Regions from separate parts of the Sus scrofa genome. Here all the other regions are linked to region 1. The links are chromatin contacts, called in public HiChIP or PLAC-seq maps. All regions are on one chromosome and are shown on one strand. The core of a region is the stretch at or near the end of the contact, and the rest is flanking DNA. Distances in the headings are between cores, read along the strand shown. Region 1 holds the start of TCN2 (transcobalamin 2). Region 2 holds the start of MORC2 (MORC family CW-type zinc finger protein 2). Region 3 holds the start of INPP5J (phosphatidylinositol 4,5-bisphosphate 5-phosphatase A).

Evidence for each region. HiChIP or PLAC-seq counts read pairs in DNA pulled down with a chosen protein or histone mark.
Region 2: an H3K27ac HiChIP or PLAC-seq map of alveolar macrophages shows a contact between it and region 1. The contact joins the promoter of MORC2 here to the promoter of TCN2 in region 1. A contact is called at or near these places in 2 of 5 promoter capture datasets (fetal liver and liver) and 1 of 2 datasets of contacts at active chromatin or transcription factors (alveolar macrophages).
Region 3: a contact with region 1 is called in an H3K27ac HiChIP or PLAC-seq map of alveolar macrophages. The contact joins the promoter of INPP5J here to the promoter of TCN2 in region 1. A contact is called at or near these places in 2 of 5 promoter capture datasets (fetal liver and liver) and 1 of 2 datasets of contacts at active chromatin or transcription factors (alveolar macrophages).

The regions. Positions count from the first base shown.
Region 1 is chr14:47,494,839-47,498,071 of Sscrofa11.1, forward strand. TCN2 (transcobalamin 2) reads left to right here and starts at 1,407. Exons shown (of 11, transcript NM_001244436.1): 1 at 1,407-1,562. PES1 (pescadillo ribosomal biogenesis factor 1) reads right to left here and starts at 1,145. Exons shown (of 16, transcript NM_001244432.1): 1 at 1,057-1,145. The coding sequence starts at 1,080.
Region 2 is chr14:47,799,062-47,802,026 of Sscrofa11.1, forward strand. It overlaps MORC2 (MORC family CW-type zinc finger protein 2), which reads right to left and starts at 1,371. Exons shown (of 26, transcript XM_005670853.3): 1 at 1-1,371. It also overlaps LOC100525309.
Region 3 is chr14:47,911,275-47,914,426 of Sscrofa11.1, forward strand. It overlaps INPP5J (phosphatidylinositol 4,5-bisphosphate 5-phosphatase A), which reads left to right and starts at 1,647. Exons shown (of 13, transcript XM_013983072.2): 1 at 1,647-2,291. The coding sequence starts at 2,187.

The DNA.
Region 1 (3,233 bases), core at 157-2,656:
CAGGAATGCTGCTGAACATCCTACAACACACTAGACAACCCTCCCCACAACAACACAACTAAGTTATGTGGCTCAAAATGTCAAAATGGTTGTGAAATCCCCACTTTAAAAACTGCCATGATTTGTTTACATATTTGCAACTGTTTCTCAAGATGAGATTTTCTCCCTCATATTTTTGTAGTTCCAATGGCTAGCACATAATGAGTGCTGGGTTAAAAACAAATCAGCATTGGAAACTTTCAAGATGAAGAAACATCATCCCCATCCTCATCCCCTCCTCTCCATGCCACCAATGTGATTTTCCATACAGCAACAAAAACAATTCTTTGAAAAATCGATGTCATTCCCCTTTTAGTTGATTCTTACTGCACAGCAAATAAAATCCAATCTCTTCACTGTGAATAACACGGTTTCTGTCCAACCCCAACTACATTAGATGCCATTCTTCCCTTGGTTTACTATACCCCAACTGTCCTGATATCCCTCCCATTCGGTACACACGGCAAGCCTTTTCTACCTAAGGGCCTTGGCACTTAGTTTCCTCTGTCAGGCTTGTTTGTGACCGTTTTCTTTGGTTATTTACTTTAGTGGCTACCTTCCCTACTAGAAAGTGAGCTTGGGAAATGTAGGGACTACATCTGGTTATGCCTCATCCCCAACGTCCAGAAAAAGGCCTGATTCAACAGAAAAGGGAGTAACAAGTTTTTAAAATGATAAACTCAACATAGTGATGAGCTCTGCGCTATGTTCATCACTTTTTCAGTAAACAGTTGTCCTCCGGTTCGGCCTGCTCTGGGATGCATCTTTACTTGGTAACCTCAGCTCTCTTTCACAGCTCTACTGCAGGCTTCTTTCCCGGATTTCACCGAACGAGTAATGCTGTCCTCGCCCATCCTCGGACCCTTTCTGGCTGCTGTCTTCTACCGCGTTGATCAGCCACCTCTGCACCCACAAGGGGCCAAGGCCGGGGAAAGGCGCAGTTCCCGGGCTATATCGCTCCCGTCTCCTACCTCCTGGGTCACCCCTGTGTCCCCACCCCTGCTTCTCGCACATCACCTTCTTCTTCTCCAGGCCGCCCATGGCTCCACGCTGAAAGGTCTACCAGTGCCGAGCGGACAGGTAGCGCCACTTCCTCCCGCATGTGCGCGGTACAGGGCCCCGAGGCCCTCCACGCCGCCTGCCTGTGAGGGCTGCCCAAGGAAGTGCCTGAGCAAGTCTAGGGAAAAAAGGGACTTTTCTCTTTTATATTTACAACTAAACTCCATGAAAAAAATCACTAAGACCGCTCTTCTGGATCTTTCCCATTTATTGCCTAATACAGACATATTTAATGTTTGATTGAAGGCGGATATTCAGGCATTTCTATAGTCATCCTGATGACGAACGCTTGCCGTTTCAGCCCCGTTGCATTTTGGGATGGAAGGCGGCGGAAGGCCTAGAGGCAGCGCAGCGCCTTCTGGGATGCATAGGGGAGTCTCTCTTCTGGGAGCAGCGGCAAGAATTGCGTTGTCATAGTAACAGTAGGCGTCGAAACTTGTCTTGCCTGAGAAGCCACCTCGGAGGTAAGTGGAGCGACTTTCGCTTCTCCTGTGGCCATTGGTTTTTCCTTTGGTTAGTTCGCTATTATCGGTGTAAATAAAGCAAAAGCAAACTTTTTCCTCTCAGAGGTAGAGAGACCCAAGAGGCCACTTAAACTTTCTGAGCCTTAGGAGAGAGTTGAAAAATGACGAAAGCACAGTTGGAACTGGTGCTATATTTTAAATGTACATTTAACATGTTTTAGTTTTTAATATGTATATACAAATTCCGTATTGTGTTCTTTAAAGGGTAATTACAAGATTTATACAAATATTCACACGAGTGTGATGTGGTCTGGGGAGTAGATGAAATTTGCAAAGTTAGATGTTTTCTTCCTTCAGGCCGCTAAACTCCATTTGGAGATTGCCTCAAAATTTTAAATTTGAAGAGTTCCCATTGTGGCGCAGCGGAAACGAATCCTAGTAGTATCCATGAGGATGCGGTTTCGATCCTGGACTCGCTCAGTGGGTCAGGGATCCAGCGTTGCGTCATGCTGTGGTGTAGGTCGCAGACCCGGCTCGGATCCTGCATTGCTGTGGCTGTGGTGTAGGCGGGCAGATGTGGCTCGATTCTTTCCCCAGCTGGGGAACTTCCATATGCAGCACATACAGCCCTAAAATGCAAAAAATAAAAAAATTAAAATTTGAGGCCCTTGTGAATGTGACCTGACCTAAAGTCATGGTCATTAACTCACCCTTTAGAGGTAAATACAGATATCAAGCACTGACCAATACTTGTTTTGAAAAATGTGTGTTTTATTATGTACTTTCCATGATAGCTAAAATAAAAACTTAATGATTCAGAGTTCCCTCTGGCGCATTGGGAGGCTGGGATGCAGGTTTGATCCCCAGCCCGTCATGGTGGGTTGAGGCTTCCGAGTCGCTGCAGTTGCAGCATAGGTCTCAACTGCAGCTTGGATCACTGATCCCTGGCCGGGAACTCCACAAACCATAGGGTGGCCAAAAAAAAAAAAAAAAAGAAAAGAAAAAAAGCCTAGTGCCTCTACAAACAACGAAAAATGAAATATAATGAAAAATGGGTAGGGGAAGGTGAGCTAGCAAAGACTTTGAAGGAACTTGACAGAGCGGTGTGAGGAAAAGCAGGGTCATGTGGTTCTCACAGCAAAAGACTAAGGTGTGTTTCAGAAAGGCTCTGAGAACAAAAGGAATGGGGCTGGCAAAGAGAAAGGAGAAAGAGACTGTCCAGGCCAGAGGCAAAAGTTTGGGGCATTTGGGAGCATGTAGGGTGTGACTGTGTAGGAGGAGAAGGATGGACCTGAGAGGACAGTAGTGGCTCGTTAATCAAAGGAACACAGGAGCAAGGCCACTGTCATGGGTGTGTGATCCTGGCAGTGGCCATGGCCCTGTGCTTGAGCCAACGCTGATTCTTAACAATATTTTAACAAGGCACCCTGCACTTGCAAATCATGTAGCTGGTCTACACAGGAAGGGCCTGTTTTGCTCACATTGATTTCGAGGGGGGGTCAGTGGAAAGACACAGATGGAGGTGTCTAGAAAAGAAATTGTACATTGGGTCTGGAGTTCAAAATAGGTACTAGATTTTACAGATGAGGAAACTGAGGTTCTGGGAAGGGAAGGGACTCATCCCAAGGTCACTCAGCTGCTAAGTAGTGGAAAATGGACTTTCACTAGGCA
Region 2 (2,965 bases), core at 121-2,620, 300 kb after region 1:
CTGGACCAAACCTAGCCTGAGGTCCGTCCCACTTTCCTCAGGGTAGTGGGTCAAATTACCTCACACAGACCCATTAAGTCGCCTCAGACCTGACCCGCCCAAATCAACTCAGGCGAGTTGCGCCCCTCCCCCACTTCCCTCAGACAGCGGCCTCAGCCTCTCAGGCGCTCGGTCCCGTGTTCTCCTCCTCACATAGAGAAGATAGTCCCAGCTTTCAAGGCCCGGATTGAGGGCAGTGACGAGTACACTACCCGAGCGGGCGTTGCCCTGCGCTCACAGCTGCAGCTGCCTTTGTCCCTCCCCACGGAATTGGAACCCAACAACCGCAGCGCGCTCTTGGAACCATGTGCTGCCTCCGCCTCCGCCGCTGCCGCCACCGCCGCCGCGAGACCACAGCCCGCACTGCGCTGGATGATATGGTGACCGGACTCAACACCACAAAATTCGGCGTCTAGGTCTCCTCCGCCGCTGCTATCGCTGGCGTCTCTGCCACCTCAGCCAGCGCTTTGTCTCCGCTAGTGCACACAGCCCGGGCCGCCTCGCGCACTCCCCGACGCCCCAAGCCCCCGAGGCCTCCGCGGCGTATTCGGCCAATCACAGAGCCGCAGATCCTCCCGCCCCCGCTCTGATGCGACGCCTTCTGATTGGTAGGTAGCGTGTCTCCACGTGACCGGATCTTGTTAGCTGGGCCCTCCCCTGTCACGTGAGTGAGCGCGCCTCTCTTCCTGCTTTCTTGACCCTCTCCGCCATTTAAAGAAACAGTACCGGGGGCGGGCCGAGCGACGCAGCCGGGACGGCAGCTGCGGCGCGGACCGGAGGAGCCATCTTGTCTCGTCGCCGGGGAGTCAGGCCCCTAACTCGAAGAAGCCCTGGCGCGCCCTCCCCCCCTCCCCGGTCTGGTAGGGCGAAGGAGCGGGCGCGCGGTCGATCGAGCGATCGGTTGGCGGCTCTTTCTCCTGCTCTGGCATCCAGCTCTTGGGGCGCAGGCCCGGCCGCCACGGCGCGCGCCCGGTGGCCGTTGGCGTTCGCGCCGCGTCTTTCTTCTCGTACGCAGAACTCGGGCGGCGGCCTATGCGTTTGCTATCCGACGAGGAGTCGTCCGGGTGGTCGGCGGCGGCGGGCAGTTGCTCCGCCCCGCTCCTGGGGAGGCGGCGGCGGCGGCGGCGGCGGCGGCGGGATTTGGCACGGCCGGGGAAGCTGGGGTGGCCGGGGCCGGCCTGGAGGCCTGGCACCACCCTTCGGGGCCTGCAAGGACCCAATTGGGGGGACAGGAGGGAGCCGGGGGATGGTTGGTGGTGGGCTTTCTACTTTGTCTTTTCCTCCTTATGCCGCCTTAGTGAGGGGCGGGAGCGCTGGAGGCCGCTCCGGGGTGGAGAGACAAGCTCCGGAGTCGGAAGAGCTGGGTTTGCTTCCGGGCCTAACCACCAGCTGGCCGAGTGACCTTAGGCAAGTCACTCTGTAATTTATCTGCGCCTCAGTTTCCTCCTTCTCCATCAATGTTTGTGGGATTGAAAGCGCTTTGTAAACTGTAAAGCGTCGCTGTATGTAAGGGATGATTATTGTTCGTAATGGCTTGGTTTTTTGTTTTTTGGTTTTTTTTTTTTGGAGTTGTAAGAAAACTTAGAAATTGCCCAATCCTTGGATTTTGAACCTGGAAACCTTGGATTGGAGGTGGAGATCCCCAAACTCCTTGAAATTGTATGCAGAAATTAGGGGGAATGTGCATTTTAGAGAATGAGAAGCCATCGCCAGCAAGTTTTCATTGGGGGCTGTGACCCAGAAGAATTAAGAACCACATTTCCTTTGTCACAAGGAGGAAACTGAGGCCAGATGTCATTTGGGACCCTTCACAACCAATTCGAAGCCCCTGTTTGAATCCCTGAGATATGTGAGCTGTTCTGTGCATAGTGGATATTCGTGGTAACAACACTCCACTTCTTGGCTTCTATTTTGAGTTCTTTCACCATGGGTTGCCTAAAGGGTGACTGATGCTTAAAGGTACAGTGGCACCCAGCATAAAGCAGCTAAAACTGGGCATGGATATGTTCTCTAGTATCAAGAAGCTTATTTAATCTTTGGCCCAACAACTTTTTTTTTTCTGGTGCCTGACTACCTTTCTGACTCTTCATTGACCATTTTCTATGACCATGGTTGCCATCCGTTACTTTCCCCTATTTTATATTCCTAGTCTGTGTGGTTGGTAGTGAGCAGGCTTATTTTTAAATGGTGCTGCCAAGTCCAACTAATTAATGGTGCAGGTGGATTTTTAGCAAGCTGGCTCACTAGAACAGACTGAACCAGGCATGGAATTCTTGAAAATGTTTGGGGGGTTGAGTCTTTATTAATTGAAGGTTAACGTTTTCTGAGAAGTTTTGTTAGAATTTTCTGCTGAACCTCAAAATCAGATTGAAAGTGTTTCAACCTTAAATTTTTTCTGGTCTGCTTTGTATTCTATTTGCTTGCAAGTGTGTTACTAAGATGGCCAAAATGCCAGTTTTTGCTTCTTTGTTAATTGTCAGCTGCTTTTATCAAATATCAGGCAGTTATCCAGCAAACACTATAGAAATGTTTGAACAGTTGGCTTTCAAACATTTTCATTTTGTGGAGTGGTGCTTACCATTGGTACAGCTCTAAGCAAGCAAACGCAAACACTTTTAAGTGTATTTTGTCTGTTAGGTGTTAGCCGGTTCTGCTATTTCATACAAATGTCTGGAAATCAATTGACTATTCCCTTTACCTAGAGGGCAGAGACAAATGATCTCAATTCCAGAGAAATGACTGTTTTGGAGAAAACTGTGTTGGTCTTTTAGCTCTTTTGTAATTAAATCTGGATGTACCTCAAAAGAATCTTAAGACTGGTGATAAAATGCTTTCCTCAGGAGAAAGGAGGAAAAAAACCAACTGGAACTCAAAGCTTGAAATTCTTTGACAAACATAAGATATCCAGGATGGGAAGTTGAAAGGG
Region 3 (3,152 bases), core at 397-2,896, 420 kb after region 1:
CCAAGACCGCAACTGAAACCAGGTATTCTTGGGGGCCTGTTTTCTCATCTGTAAATTAGGAGACAGAGAGCTGGGCAGGGTAAGTTCAGAATTTCCTTCCGTCTCTGCTGGCTTGAGTACCACCACCATGTCAAGTCTCGTCTCTTCCCTCACCGCCACTCCCATCTTCACCTCCAGCTCCTTCACCACCTCTGCTTCCATCAACATAACTATTCCACCACCTCTTCTGGTCCATCTCCACCTTTCCTATTACCTTCATCACCATGACCACCATCTCTTCATGCTACCACCTCCACCATCACCAACTTTGTTATTACCTCTACTGCTGCCATCACCCTTACCTCCACTCCCTCTTCTATCCCCGTTACCCATCTTATCACTATTACCTCCACTTTGCCAGCACCATCACCTCTCCACTTCAACATCATGGTCAGTCCTCCATTTCCGTCATCATAATTATGTACATTATCACCTCCAGCACTATGATCACCACTGTCATCCCCTCTATCATCATCGCCCAAAAAACTTTCTACCCCAAGGCCCTAATATGGCCTCGGTCTCCATGCCTGCAAATTCCAGCCTTACAGAGATGCTGGCACAGAAACACAGACTAAACCCAGAGACAGTCAGGAAGAAGTGAGAATCCCATCAAGGGAAGCAAATCAGGTGTCTGTCCACATGACTTTCATGGAGGTGACCATGAAGATACATAGGAGACTGTTTTTTGGTCTTTTTTTTTTTTTTTTTTTTGCTATTTCTTGGGCCGCTCCCGCGGCACATGGAGGTTCCCAGGCTAGGGGTGAATCGGAGCTGTAGCCACCGGCCTACGCCAGAGCCACAGCAACACAGGATCCGAGCCGCGTCTGCAACCTACACCACAGCTCACGGCAACGCCGGATCGTTAACCCACTGAGCAAGGGCACCGGATCGTTAACCCACTGAGCAAGGGCAGGGACCAAACCCGCCACCTCATGGTTCCTAGTCGGATTCGTTAACCACTGCGCCACGACGGGAACTCCAGGGGACTGTTAACAAGCAGGGAGCTCTGGGCATAAAACTGAATGTTTTCTGCCTAGACTGAGTGATATCACTCCTCTCTAAGCAACATAGCGTTCTGGAGGAATCAGGATTCCAGGGACTGATCAGCAGGTAAGAGTAAGAGTGGGGGAAAGGCAGAAGCAGAGGGCCCAGAGCCATCTCTGGCCATATCTGAACCTTGTCACTCATTCTCTCTTCTCGTTGATTGATTGATCCATTCATTCATTCATTAAACAAACACTGTGCAGGGTCCTGGCCAAAGAAGTTCCAAGTCCTGTTTCTGACCATCCTATCAGTCTGCTCCCCACTCCCTGTTGGTTGTGCCTTTCTCTTCCGTTCCCTTCCTCCTGACACCCAGTTTGTTCTTGTGGACCTTGGGTCACTGAGGCAGCTCCTTTTCCTCACTGAGGCTCAGGAGACCTCCCCAGCTCACCAGGTGACCTTGAGCAAGTCCCTCTCCCAAGCCACACCCAGTGAGTCTTGGACCAAGAAAACTGAGAGGAGCTGGGCTGGGCTTGGCCTGGTTGTGGGGACATCCAGGGCAGGTGGGAGGTGTCTGCAGAAGAGGAGGGGCCAGCGGTGAGGTTGAGATGGCAAAGGACTCCAGTTGCTGGAGCCTGAGTGTCTGGCTCTGGGATGGGAAAGATAGAGCCAGGTCAGGGGCTGGCACCAAGGCCTGAAAATGGGGCAAGGGTGGGGGCCAAGGCAAACCCTGAGCTGTCAAGGAATGGGAAGGTCACAGGACCAGGGCAGGGACTCAGGTGTCTTTGAGGCCCTGAGAAGGGGCTGACCTCTGAGCTACCTTACACTCAGGTGTGTCAGTGCCCCTCCCTTGAGGAAGGGCTGGCCAGGCCTACTGGCAGGAGGGTGGGGGCAGAAAGACAGCCTCTGATATGCTGCCAGTTGGGACCTGTGCCAGGCCAATGGGCCTACCACCACCCCCGACCCCCCACAACAATTCCAGGCTCAGCAGCCAGTCCCCAGGGGGCAGGCCACCTTGCCCTGGCCAGCTCTAGGTTGGGAAGTAGGTGCCTGTGCCTTTAAATTCTCAGCAGGTTGAAACGGCTGATGACATCACTGGTTCCCGGGAGCGGAGGAGCTAGAGCCAGAGCCCGAGGGAGCCCGGGCTGCCTGCCGGGGCTGCAGACATGGAGGGCCAGGGCGTCAGTGGCAGTGGGAGGCTGGGGACCCGGGCTGGCCTGGGCCCCCTGCCCATGCCCCATGGGGTTTCCCAAACTGGGGCACCCTCCAAGGTAAGACCCCTAAAGCCTAGCCCCCCATTCCTGATCCTTGGTCCCACCCCCAACACACACACACTGCAGGCACCCCGGTGCCCCTGGCTGAGGGGATATTACTCTTTTCTGCCTACCAATCAGCGACGGGGCAAACAGGGGACGGGAGGCAGCTAGTGATGGGATACCCAGAGAAAGATGGAATTAGTCATCTCCGAGAGCCCCAAGGAGAGCACTGGACTGTGTGTCAGGGGACCCAGCTGTGCTCCAGCTTTACTGTGTGACCTTGGGCAAGTTGCTTGTCCTCTCTGAGTCAGTGCAAAATGAGGAGGCTTATCCCTGAACACTAAAATTGTGACATCTGGGATGTCTAAGTTGTTAGTCCTGGAGGCGGTGTGGTGTTTGGGCGGGGGGTTGGAGTGGGACATTAGGAACCATGGAGGATGCTCAAAATGCAAGCCTCCAAGAGCTGAGTTTGGGGACAGAGGTGGTGGCAGTTTCAGATTCTCTGAACCGAGAAGGACATGAGACACAGAGAGAACTGCATCTCTGGAGGCAGGGATTGGACTGCCCCAGGCTGAGTGTAAACCTTCTGCCCTCGCCGGCAAAGGATTCTTTATCCTGACTTCCTAAGACGGGCATCAGAAACAGGGGACAGACAGGAAAGGGAGAGGGGGTCCCTGCAGGGCCCCACACCCCCCCTACTCCACCTGTGGGACAAAAAGGGGATAGCTGCTTGCCTGTCCTCACAGGTGGGATGATGAGGGTAAGAGGGTACAACCCACTCACAGAGCAGTATGATGCCAGGATCAGCAGAATCCTGAACTTGTTCTGAATGTTAGAATCACACTTGGGAGGAGGGACTATTCTATGGAGTTCAAA